Regions from separate parts of the Sus scrofa genome. Here region 1 is linked to region 2. The links are chromatin contacts, called in public HiChIP or PLAC-seq maps. All regions are on one chromosome and are shown on one strand. The core of a region is the stretch at or near the end of the contact, and the rest is flanking DNA. Distances in the headings are between cores, read along the strand shown.

Region 1 (2,700 bases), core at 193-2,692, 70 kb before region 2:
CTAAACGATCTTCCTCTCCATAGCTGAGTACATGGCTGTTCTCTTTAGTAATAGAAACGTTTTGCTCTCCAAGTCAATCCTGGAGCTCCAGCTACTGGCAGCTCCTCATCAGAATATGGTAAACCAGTTCCAATTTTCTTTTAACAGTTCTAATGCAAAGGAGAGAGAATTCTGCAGCCTAATACCTTGTGGTTCATCTCCCTGCTACTTCGATGCTTGGCAGGAAAACCCCTTGAACATTCCACTGCACAGATCTAATAAAATTGTTCGCTATCCGATCACACCGGGGTTGAGGTCACCTACTCGTCCTTACCAATCAAACCGTTTAAATCGTGCTACAGCAGGACAATTTCTGAAGAATTTAGCAAATTAAGCTCCTTCAAGCAAACTGTTAACCTAGCCTTCCCTCCACCCCCACCTCTCCTTTTTGCCAAGTAAATGTTCTGGTAAATTCTAGGCCGACTAAGAATGACTCATGAGGAAATCCTGCATCTTTGCATTCTTACACTAAAATGACAGCTGCGAGGTCCTGGTGTTTCCCTCTACGTCCTGAGAAGGAGATCTGTGACTTCCCCGTGTGTTCCCTAAGGACAAGCAGCCAAGTACTCCAGAGGAGGAGCACGCAACCCCAAGGACCGACCCAGCCTCGTGTGTGTTGGTGACTAAAACTGCACACCCAGGTAAAGCACTTCTTCTCCTGTTCCTTCCCCTGACCGACGACGTCCCTCCCAAACGTTCTCCAAGTTGTCCAGGGAAGCTGCAGAGCAGGTCACACCGCCCGCCCCTGCGCCGCCCCCCCTTCTCCCTTTCCTTCCGCCAATGAATCGGTGACGAAAAGAGGAGCAGGTGAGCATCTCCCCGCGGCCTCAGTTTACAGACCAAGAAAGGAGGCGCGGGGAGAGGGTGTGCGCTCCAAAAAAAGAGGGAACACATCCGAATTCAAAACCGAGTAACTGCACTCAGGTTCCCAGCAAGTAACCTTGACCTGCTGGGGACTCCCCCCTCCCTTTGGGGTCCGGAGCAAGTGCGCGTGGGGGAGGGGACGGAGGCGAGGAGGGGGAGGGGCGGGCGAGCGCCCCGCGGGGCCTGCAGCCAACCCGCCCCACGCCTCCCAAGCTCTGCCACCCCGCCGGCCGCCCCAAGCCGGCAGAGGCCTCCGGCGGCTGCCCGAAGGGAAACTCCTCGGCCCCCACCAGCAGCCCCAGCGCCTCGCCGCGGGGGGCTCGCCTGCGCACGACGCTGCGGCCGCAAACGTCAGCGGCGCCCTCCCTTCCAGACCCTTCGGCGGTGCCCGGGACTGCGCAGACTCCGCCCCAGGCCCGGAGCCAGCCGGCCAATCGGCACCCGCTGAAGGCGGGCCCAGCGTCGTGAGGCGCCGCCCACGAGCCTCCGACTCTTATAAATACCGCGGCGCGCTCCTGGCAGCAGAGAGCGGGCACCCGGGAGCGTAGACGATAATGCAAAGTGCTATGTTCCTGACTGTCCATCACGACTGCGGACCCATGGACAAGAGCGCAGGCACCGGCCCCAAAAGCGAGGAGAAGCGGGAGAAGATGAAGCGGACCCTGTAAGTACGGCTTTCTTCTCTCCCCTGCCAGCCCCGCGGACCTAGCTGTCCCGGGCGGCTGCAAACGCGGTACATCCGCGCTTGGCTTCCACCCTGGAGCGGTGCCTCCATCTCTGCAGGGGAAAACATTGTGTAAAAGATACACTTGCTAGGTAGGGTTAAATCTATGTGGTGGGTCCTTTGTGATGTAACCGAAGGACTCGAGGGTAGAGTCGAGGAACTGCGGCAAATTCGTGATGCAGAGGCGGTGGTAGATGAGCTGAGGAATCGCAGGTTGGGTTTTTATCTCCCCGCATCGAAAATGACACCAGAGAATCCTGCAGCCCAGGCGCGTCCCCAGCATTCGTACGTTGCATTGTAAATTCTCATCAACTTACACAGCTGCTGGGATGGAAATATTTTTGCTAGCTCTGAATATATTATTTTAAAATCTTTTTTTTTTCCAGTTTAACAACAGATCTCACCCACCCAGCACTAAGGAACAAATAATTGTTCTGCATCATCTGGTTAAAATGGGTGTTGTAGTTGCGATCACACACGCGCGCACACACGCACACGCACCTCACCTCATTGTTCACAGCTTCTAGAGTGGTCCAGATCCTCCTGCTCTAAGGGTGGAAGGGAAATACCCATGGCTGGCTCCGGGCAGTTCCACTGTCCGTTTCATCAAGTGTGAAATGTCTCAGAATTGTAATTAACATTGCAGAACTGCTGCTGCCTTTTGTGGGCCAGAAATAGCATCTGCCTTTTGAACTATGCCAGCTAAATTCATTAAATACCCTATAATTGTAGGTTATCCTACGCGTAGTTATAAAACTAGCAGTTATGTTCAGATGAGTAGATGAAACTGTTCCAGGCATAGGTGCTGGGTTTATATTTTAAAGGGGTAAGACTGACTTGAAGGAGGACTGTTTTGTCTTACTTCGTTGTCTGTAGCTACTGGGAGTGACTTTATTTGGTTTAAAAAAAAAAAAAAAAAAAACCTTTAGCTGCAGTGGTGTGGCCATTTCAAGTGTTGGCACTTAGTAAAAGTCTTTTTTTTTTTTTTTTTTTTTTTCTTCTTTAAGATTAAAAGATTGGAAGACCCGTTTGAGCTACTTCTTGCAAAACTCCTCCTCTCCTGGGAAGCCCAA
Region 2 (2,700 bases), core at 12-2,511:
TGCTGTGGCTCTGGCCTAGGCCGGCAGCTACAGCTCCGATTCCACCCCTAGCCTGGGAACCTCCGTATGCCGTGGGAGCAGCCCAAGAAATGGCAAAAAGACAAAAAACAAAAACAAAAACAAAACTACAAACGAAGGGCACAATGATGCCCTCAAACCAAAGCTCATTCAAGTCTCCTCAGAAAAGAAAATCATGGACTTGGAGAAGAGACTTGTGGCTGCCTGATGGGAGGGGGAGGGAGTGGGAGGGATCGGGAGCTTGGGCTTATCAGACACAACCTAGAATAGATTTACAAGGAGATCCTGCTGAATAGCATTGAGAACTATGTCTAGATACTCATGTTGCAACAGAAGAAAGGGTGGGGGAAAAATTGTAATTGCAATGTATACATGTAAGGATAACCTGACCCCCTTGCTGTACAGTGGGAAAATAAAAAAAATAATAATAATAATAATAAATAAAAAATAAATAAAATAGGTAAAAAAAAAAAAAAAAAAGAAAGAGCAGAGTCCCTTCCTATGAAATATGACCCTTTGCTGTGAACTTATTTGCCAGAGAAAGGTACTTGAACGGAAAGGAAAAAAAAACGAATTGGCTTCTAAAAAGAAAAAGGATCTTCCAAGCGTATCTGGTATTTGTGGGGAGCGGGACCATGTCTCTGGGCACAGAGATTTGACAATTTAACATTTCCAAAGCAGAAATCAATAATATTAACTGATGAGCCAGGTATTAGGTTAAAGAAATAGAGCTAACTGAATTTTCTCTCCTTACGTAATACAATAAGAATAAAAGAAAGGACATTGGGTTAAGGACCCTGAGGGAAAAAGCAAATTAAGTTGGCTGATTGGACTGACATTTCTCAGAAGTTTGCTTTTGACATCTCAAAAACAAAACAAAACAAAAAAGCCGGGGGTGAGGGGGGACTTGCTAGGGAAGTAAGCTAAGAAAGAGAATGGTTACATGCCTGGCAGTGGCATGGTGCCCTTGCAGTGTGGGAAGTAAGGGCATCTGAAGGTCAGGCCGGTGCACGAGGGCTATAAAATAAGCAGAGCTGCAACAAAAAGCAGGCTGACGAAGTGCAAGGAGAATGAGAAAGAAGCACAATGTCCTAAGAGGCAGTGGAAAGTCAGACACCCTCAAACTTGACCGAAAGGAGATTTTTAAAAAGCCAATAGTGATGACAAGTGACAAACTGTAGTGTCTGAACAGAAATGAGGAAGAGAGAAGTCACATGTCCTCAAGTTTACAGATAGGGGGAGTCCAGGCAGGACTGTGGGGTCTCTGAGTCCCCCGTTCCCCCCCCCTCCCCGGCAAAAGGCAGGGACAGTGGTCTCCCACTGTGACTGGACTTCCTCTTGTGCAGCAGCGTGGCAGGCTGTGTATCTGCAGGAGAGGGAAGGACATTTAAGGTTAAAAAAACAGAAATGTAAGTGGAAGGTTCCAGCACTCTTGCCTGCCACTACTGCAATTTCCTGAACCCCACGGCAAAGCACAGCACGTCCACAGACGGATGCTTTGAACATCAGATTGTTGGCAGACCCTCTTATCTGATGAAGGCTTTTTTGAAGCAGAGCTGATCTTACTTTGTTTGGGTTCACACCAAGGAATTTTCACGGAACATGACTCAACTCTTACCAACATGGTTTTCATGATTTTGTTTCCACCCCAACTGGCACATTGCAGTTAATTTCTACTAGCCACCCCACAAATCAAGGGCTTAGTCCTCCACAAGACTGACCCCGCTTCAGATGCCAGCCACACGTTTAGGGTCCCAGGCCGCTCGTACATCCAATCGACTAGCAACAAATGTGGGGGTTCCCATGACCCTCGCAGGTTCGATAATTCACTAGAGGGACTCACAAACCTCAGGGAAATTCAGGAGAAGAGGACCCGCCACACGAAGAGACGCAGAGAGCCAGATCTAGGAGGCACCAGAGGGCAGAGCTTCTGGACCTTCTGACTATCAAATTGGGCTGCATCACCCTCTCAGCACATCACTGTGGCCTCCAGCTCAGAAGCCCCACTAAGCTCTGTGCCCAGGGTTTCCCCTCTAGGCCTGATCAATGAAAGTGCTGACCATGCGACTGAACTTAATCTCCAGCCTCACTGCCCGCCCCAGATGTCAGGATGGCTCCGAGTGCCAACTCTCTAAGTGGGTGGCTGGTCTCTGGTGACCACCTCCATCCTGAAGCCATCTAGGGCATGCCTGAGAGGGACCTCCTTAGCATAAACTCAGGTGGGATCCAGGGGGCTCGTGAATAACAAAAACTCTTCCATCACTTAGGAAATTCCAAGGGGGTTAGAGGCTTCCTGCCAGGAACTGGGAACAAAGACCAGACAAATTCTTTTCATGCAACAGATGTCTTAAACCAAGAACTGCAAAATAACGCAAAAACAACAGATATGTGCAAGAAGAACAGAAAAGTCTGTGTTTCTGATTACCGTACACATCTACAGAACGAGAAGGACAAGTTGTGCGTGAATAACACAGTTTTTGCCAACTCGAATATATACCGAAGTAAGAAAACATCAAGCACCAAGACCACGGCCACTGCAGACCGCCCTTCATCCTGGGACACGGGGAGCAGCCGGAATGCATGGCTTCCCTCACGCCCCCACGCACCAGGTTCTTGGGGAACCTGGTGCTAAACCATTCGCAGACAACCTGCTTCGGGGTCGGGGTCTCTTACAAAGCAGAG

The links. HiChIP or PLAC-seq counts read pairs in DNA pulled down with a chosen protein or histone mark.
Region 1: a contact with region 2 is called in an H3K27ac HiChIP or PLAC-seq map of skeletal muscle. The contact joins the promoter of RGS2 here to the enhancer-like site in region 2. A contact is called at or near these places in 8 of 47 Hi-C or Micro-C datasets (blood, fetal heart ventricle, heart right ventricle and 4 more) and 2 of 2 datasets of contacts at active chromatin or transcription factors (alveolar macrophages and skeletal muscle).

Annotation. Positions count from the first base shown.
Region 1 is chr10:938,825-941,524 of Sscrofa11.1, reverse strand. RGS2 (regulator of G protein signaling 2) reads left to right here and starts at 1,442. Exons shown (of 5, transcript NM_001044600.1): 1 at 1,442-1,567; 2 at 2,635-2,700. The coding sequence starts at 1,458.
Region 2 is chr10:868,547-871,246 of Sscrofa11.1, reverse strand. No RefSeq gene overlaps it. Among named protein-coding and RNA genes, the nearest start is that of RGS2, 70 kb to the left of the region's middle. Within about 2 kb of position 1,261, at least 21 of the 83 cell types and tissues checked have an H3K27ac peak or open chromatin away from gene starts, as enhancers often do. A contact at or near this core is called in alveolar macrophages, retroperitoneal adipose tissue and skeletal muscle, where this site is marked.